Regions from separate parts of the Mus musculus genome. Here region 1 is linked to region 2. The links are chromatin contacts, called in public Hi-C maps. All regions are on one chromosome and are shown on one strand. Each heading gives the region's core, a stretch centred on a gene start, on an enhancer-like site or on the middle of the called end of the contact. The rest is flanking DNA. Distances are from core to core; before and after follow the strand shown.

Region 1 (3,586 bases), core at 747-3,246, 87 kb before region 2:
GAGGAAGCCAGCGTCTACCGTTACCTCAACTTCGGCTCCCTTGAGACTTCCAACCGGCCACTTAATCTCCTTCTGGGTCAGTTTCCTTGTCTGCAAAATAGAGATATTCTTTTCTCACTGTATTTTGATGAGACTTAGATACGATAAAGTTCAAAGCACTTTTTAAAAGTGCACCGTGACCATTCAAATAAATGGGCTGGCGAGGACTGCCAAGATAGGAAACAGTAAGGGGCAAGGTAGAGAATTGGAGCATCCTGGCTTTGTGTATAAATTTTAATTCAACTATTTATAAGAGGTGTATTTTTTTTTTTTTGCTTCAAAGATAAAGAGCTGTGGTTATCTATAGAGAATAAAACTGCATGGTAGGGGAGGTTTCTACTTATTACACTATGTCTATTGAGAAGAGAAACGGTGTCTGGGCAATGGGGTTATGGACTTTGATTTCAGTATTATTTCCTCTTTAAAAAGCTAAACATAGTTTTTCAAGATCACAGAAAGGCCCTTGTGGTAGATTATTTTAGGTGAAGTGGAGATGTTATTGGTAAAGAGTAATCATGGCCCAGAGAAAGCAATCTTTTCAAGGCTGAGTCCCTAGGCACGGGAAGTACTGCAGGTTCATATGAGTCTTGGCATCCCTTGAATGTAGCAAACTAGGTGACAGGTTTTCTCTGCTAAGAAATCCCTTTCTCTGGCATAATATTGTTGGGAGATCATACTGTTGGCTGTGCTTGAGGGAGCTGTCTGATGCTCACACTAGAGCATTGGTCCAGAAAATTCCCCTTTCCCAAAGGTCTCCTTTTGTCCCATCTCTGGGCTGTCTTGTACTGTTTTCTTTGCTGAAGTTTTCTCTCTCCAATGGCTCTCCTCTATCTCTCTATCAACCTCAAGATAATTTCCTCCCCTTATTTACCAGTCTCAAAATAGTGAGTTTGATATGAGCTCCTTTTTTGCAAGCCTCCGGGAACACATTTCAGCATAGCAGGCGTGTGTTGTTACACCCCAGCTGTTATGTTAACATCTGTGCTCTGAGGTCACCATTCTCCTCCCCTCCTTCTCATCAAGCTAGTGACCACTAGCAGCTCTTGCCATTGCTATCCACATAGCTACATCCCATGGTCAAGCCAGAGGCTTCACTGTTTTGCATATTAAAAAAGAGGTCTAATTTATGTCCCATGAGACTCACTTTTCTAAAGCGTGCAACTTAGTATTTTTTCTTTTTCTTTTTTGAGACAGGTTTCTTTCTGTAGCCCAGGCTAGCCTTAACTTTATGGTCCTCCTGAGTGTTGGGCTCATAGGGACGAACCACCACATCCAGCTAGGTTTTTCATTCATTCATTCATAAATCTGTGGATACATCAGCAATTTCTAATCCCAGAATATTTTCCTAATCTCCAAAGGATATGCCAGATTCACTGCGTGTTACTCCAGTGCTCAGCCCTAGCTCCCGAAGCCATCGATCCACTGCCACCTGCTTGCATCTGCCCACCCCTGACATCTCTGTAATGACAGCACTATGCACACGACCTTGAGCTCCCATCTTTATCAGGGACAGCCCCCACTTCCTTCTTCTGCCTTTCTGAGCACCCTCTCTTTCCTATGCCTCCTGTCTTGGGGTACAGCTCTCAGTTTTTTCCATGCCTCCTCCTTCTCTTCTGATCCTCTTAATGTTGGGGAGCCTTTACCCCTCAGCTGAGGGATCTCTTTTCCCCAGCACTCCCCAGGCACCCCCAGGCTTGTAGATTTAAATGCTGTACATTGCCATTAACTCCTACACTTGAGCTTAGCCAGGAAATGACGTCATCAACTCCTAAATTTATACCCCTAGCAAGGACTTTCCCTCTACTTCCAGAACTTTTTGTTCATCTCCTCTCTGTTTCCCAACATGCACTGCACAGTCAGCATGCCCAGAACTGACCTTGGGGGTCACCCCCTGCCTCCAATGTCTTCCACCCACAGCTGCTTCTCTAGTTGCTCGGCTCAGAAACTTAGCAGCCATGCCTCACTTCCTCACACCCCCACTCCCTGCATTGCATCTATGTCACATTCTGCTGGCTCTTCTTCCAAAATGCACTCAGAACCTAGTTCCTCATTTTGTTCCTTGATGCTTTTTGTGCTTAGGGAAGCCTATCTGTTTTCATGTGTGTTGTGTGGATGTAGTGTATATAAAGGTGTGTGTGTGTGTGTGTGTGTGTGTGTGTGTGTGTGTGTGTATTTAGACAGGCTGGAGAAGGATTCAGGTGTCTTACTCTATGGCCAACCAGGTTATTTTTTGAGACAAAGTCTCTCACTGAACCTAAGGAAGGCTTGCTGTTTCAGCTACTCTGGCTGGCCAGTGAGTTCCCAGGATCAGCCTGTCGGTCTCTGCCCACCCTTCCTCCTCCCCGCCCCCGTGCTAGAGTTACAGGCATGGCTGTGCCAGCTTTTATGTGGGTGCTAGGGATTCAAATTCAGATTTTCTTGTCTCCATAGCCAGCGTGCTTATCCATCGAACCGTCTCCCTAGCCCATTGGGTAATGTATAAACAGCTGACGGGAGTTTCTGCCACCACCTCTATGGACATACTTAGCTTTAGAGATTGTTTTAAGACAAGTTAAGTCATGGCGTTCTTTGCTAAGAATCATTCAGTAGATCACCACATTGCTCAGAATAAAAGCCAAAGCGCACACATTGTCCATCCTGCGAGCAACGCTTTGCTCTCACGCCGTCAGACCCATCCCGCTAGTCTCTGCCTTGATGACCTGAGTCAGCCCCAGTGACCTCCTCACTCATCTCAGAGACACACCTCACAGTCTGCACTTACTGTCCTGCTTAGAGTGCTCTTCTCCACATGCCTCTTGTCCCTGTTGTTCAGTTCTTTGTTTATATGTGACTTAGTTAATCAAGTGCAACTCCACTCTCACTGATTAATTAGAGTCAGTGTCTTATGTATTCCAGACTGGTCTCTAAGTTGCTACATGCCCAAGAATGACCTTGAACCTCTGATCCTCCTGACTTCACCTCCCGTGTGCTAGAGTTACAGGTGTATATCACATACCTAGTTTATGAGATACAGGAAAACTGAACTCAGGGCTTTGGGCATGCTAGGTAACATGGTCAAATGAGCTATATCTGTACCTGACATGCACTGTTCATAATTGCAACTTGCTTTCAACTTTTCTTCCATATTCTCAATACAACTTTCTGTTCCTTTAACTGTTTTCACACACACACACACACACACACACACACACACATATAGATGCATACACAGGTACACACACATATGTGTACATAATGCATCTACATGTATACACATTTGCACACATGTTTGTTTTATTGAAATCCTTCCCCACTTGCCTGCAGACCTTATGAGTACAAGGGCTTCATTTTGTGCCCTGTTGTGTTCCTAGTCAATTGGTTCGTCTCTGCTTGATGTACACTGGCTGACTGTACACTGTGTGGAATGGTAGCAGCCTTCTATTTGCATCTTCTAACAACACAGCTCCTCCGACCTATGGGCTCATGTCGTGATTTCCAAGGGACATTTGCTCTGCACATCTTCCCTGAGGTCCTTGGGGAGTCAACATGCATCCCCATCTGTGAGCTT
Region 2 (3,454 bases), core at 587-3,086:
GCAGCAGAGGGGGCCAGAGAGCAGGGGAAATCACAGCAAGTGATCTGCTACAAAGTTTGGGGTGAGATGGTGTGTGTGTGTGTGTGTGTGTGTGTGTGTGTGTGTGTGTGTATTGGGTGGGGAGGGGTTGGGTTTAGAGGAGAGGTGACCATCTTTAGTTAGGATAGCTGCTTCCCTGGCTGCGGGGGTGGGGGAGGCTTCAGGTTCCCAGGGGATTCCTGTTGGAGTTGGGGGTTGGGGAAAGGAAGTGTGGAGGGGAAGAAGGGGGAGCCAGAGCTGATTCAGAACTGGGGATGAGGCCAGTGGACTGGATTTGGGGGATAGGAGGAAGAGGTGAAGAGCTGTAGGTAGCCAACCTGCTTCCCTGGCTAGAGTCTATAACATGGTTTTTATCACATCAGCATGTGACAGCCATGCCTTTGTTAAAGCAATCAAGAGAAGAAGAAAATGTATAGTAGTCTACATTTGAATACATACTTACCATTTCCGGTGCTCACCTCCAAAGATTCAAGTTTCTGTCTAGTTTCTAAAACACTTTACTTTTTCTTGAAAAACTTAGTCTTCTGACCTTTTTAATGGTAGGAGTTCTGTTGGTTTTCATTTATACGAAAAAGACCTTTATTTACCTCTTACTTTTAGCCAAAAAGAATTGTTTCTTGTTTTTTCATGTTTGTGTATCTAACTTGACTCAGACTCAGACATTTTCACGCCAGCTAAGCAGCAATAGAAATCCCCCCACCCACCCCCAAGTTCTTTCAGTTCCTAGCTGTCATTTCTGTTGCCTGTTCTGGGGTTTTCTTCATGGGGTCCTGGTATGGTGTCAACCAGGAATTTGGGTACCACTTGTATTCAGATAATTTCTTAGTATAATACTTTTTGTGAGATCCTTTCTACTATCTTTTTTGCAGTTCCCCAGCCTTTCCACTAGCCTACACTCCATTTTAGGTTTTAAAATCAACCTGTCTGTCTGTCTGTCTATTTGTCTATCTATCTCTTTGTGTAAAGGTTTTGCTTGCATGTGAGCTTGTCTACCATGTTTGTGTGCCATGTGCATACCTGGTGCCAACAGAGTTCAAAAGATGATTTCAGATCCTCTGGAACTAGGATTACAGAGGACTGTGAGTTACTCACATGGGAGATGGGAGTTGAACCATGGCCCTCTGGGAAAGCAATCAGTGATCTTAACTGTGGAGCCAGTTCTCCAACCCCAGATCCCAGTTTTTAAAAACTTGTGTCTCTCATCTTATGTCTGGTTTTGACCAACTTCCAATTATTTTACACAGTTTAGACATTTTGTCATGATTTTGTAGTTTTTCTCTGGAGGAGAAATACATTTTCCAAGCTATTCCAGGGGAACCTTAACTATAGATTTAACAGGAGCAAGTGCCCTGGCGCCTGCCACTCTGTAGTTTTTCCATTGAGCTAGGTTGGGTTGGTTTGCTTCCTGTCAGGATCTCTTGAAGGCACTAAGGCCTTGCCTTCCGCTGCCTTGCAGTTGTGTGCTTTTCTTCTTCCTTTTTTTCTCTAACGTTAAAAAATTATATTGCTTCTCTCCTTTCCTTTTGTCTTAGTTAGGGTTTCATTGCTGTGAACAGACACCATGACTAAGGCAGCTCTTTTAAAGACAAATATTTAATTGGGGCTGGCTTACAGTTTCAGAGGTTCAGACCATTATCATCATGGCAAGAGCATGGCACCATCCAGGCATATACGGCAAGAGAAGAAGCTGAGAGTTCTACATCTTGATTCAAAGGCAGCTAGGGGGAGACTGTCCTCTGCAGGCAGCAGCAGGAGGCTTTCTTCCACACTGGCCTGAGCCAGGAGACCTCAAAGCCTGCCTACACAGTGACATACTTCCTCCAGCAGAGCCATGCTTCCTCTAACATGGCCATGTCTCCTAATTATTGCCACTCCTATGACCAAACATTCAAACATATGAATCTGTGGGCGTCAAGCCTATTCAAATCACCATAGCCTAAGTCTTCCCATATCCCTTCATTCCATCTCAAATTGATGACTTCCTTTTAAAAATTATCATACACACACACACACACACACACACACACACACACACACACAACCACAGAGTCTGTTTAATATGGCTTGTGTATATATATGTGATTTCATGCGCACCACTTTGTTTTGGATAACTAATAGGGGGTTTTCCTTATACCTGGGAGAGGCTAATTCTCCTTCTTTCTGCTGTCATTAGTGGCTTATTGTCCCTTGTCTCAGGGTGGGACCTTATGAGATTTCCTTCTTCTGCATTAGCATGTTATTGATATTGTTACTGTTCAGGTCTTGTTTAGGCAGCCATACTGAATCATACTGAATTTCCCTTCACCCCCTACAATCTCACAGCATCCCTGTTACCACGGCTCTTATAACTCTCTGCCTTCTCTTTTGAGATGTTCATAGAGCCTTAAGTGCAGGTATTGCATTGTAGATGTACCCCCTGGGGCTGCCTTCTTCCACCCAAGATTGGTTCTATGTTTACATTATTTTTAGAAAAATTTCTAGGAAGAGAAGTGGGGAAAATCTTCCCAGTGTGGAAGAGAGCCTCTGCCTGGCTGCCTGCGGAGGACAGATTCCTCTGCCTCACTTAGTATTTTTAGAATAATTTTCTAGGAAGAGAATTGGGAAAAATCCTCATTGTGTCCTTTAAAACATGAAGTCTCTTGCAGTCTGTGCACCGCCCAGGGTCTCTTTGGTGGCTTGTCTGATGTGATGTAGGAGCCACATCAATAGAGCCTTGGGAAGCCGTGGAGTTCCCGGTGCACAGAGACCTCTGAGAGGACACAGCATTCCTGCAGGGGTTGACTTCACGGCTAAGACTTGCAGTATTGCTGTCTTCCTTTTGGCTTCTACTTAGCCAGTTTCCTTGAAGGATCGTAGCCACTGTTGGTGTTTTCTCAGTAATGTGTAGCTCCTACTGGGAAAATGACAAGCAGACATTCGTGGGCAAGACCGGAAGAGTGGAGGCTGTGCTTGGCTTTAGGAAAAGTGACATCGTTAACATTTTAAATGATTATTTATTGGCTTACACAGAGGTAGGTCTCAATGTTGCATTCTTCAAGCCAAATTGTTTTTGATGTTTTTCTTCTGCTCCTCTGACCCACCCTGGAACCCCCTTTCCTCTTTCAGGCTGGATCTGACTTTTGCCTGTCCCCACCTTCTCAGTACCTCTTCTTCCCCTCTCAGCTCTGCTCTCTGGTTTCATAGTTTATCCCCATTCCCTTACCCCTTTCTTATATACGTAGGAACATTAAATTTAGGACCTATAAATTAGAGAGGACGTGTGAACGTTGTCTTTCTGAGACTGAATCACTCTGTTTCATACTTTTCAGATCTATCCATTTCTGACAAATTTCATTATTCCATTGTTTACTCATGGCAGAGTAAAATTTTTGTATGAACGTCATACTGTCATTATCCATTCGTCTGTTGATGGGTA

What was found. Hi-C and Micro-C count contacts between places; a contact is called where the count stands out from the background.
Region 1: a Hi-C map of bone marrow-derived macrophages shows a contact between it and region 2, with 3 times the contacts expected there. The contact joins the promoter of 4831407H17Rik here to the enhancer-like site in region 2. A contact is called at or near these places in 1 of 15 datasets of contacts at CTCF or cohesin (pro-B cells), 31 of 484 Hi-C or Micro-C datasets (B cells, the BV-2 cell line, the HL-1 cell line and 19 more) and 4 of 115 datasets of contacts at active chromatin or transcription factors (bone marrow-derived dendritic cells, bone marrow-derived macrophages, embryonic stem cells and 1 more).

Annotation. Positions count from the first base shown.
Region 1 is chr14:30,456,446-30,460,031 of GRCm38.p6, reverse strand. 4831407H17Rik (RIKEN cDNA 4831407H17 gene) reads right to left here and starts at 1,996. Exons shown (of 4, transcript NR_131095.1): 1 at 1,916-1,996; 2 at 25-90. It also overlaps a transcript of Cacna1d not described here.
Region 2 is chr14:30,369,628-30,373,081 of GRCm38.p6, reverse strand. It overlaps a transcript of Cacna1d not described here. Among named protein-coding and RNA genes, the nearest start is that of Cacna1d, 18 kb to the right of the region's middle. Within about 2 kb of position 1,836, at least 3 of the 459 cell types and tissues checked have an H3K27ac peak or open chromatin away from gene starts, as enhancers often do. A contact at or near this core is called in bone marrow-derived macrophages, where this site is marked.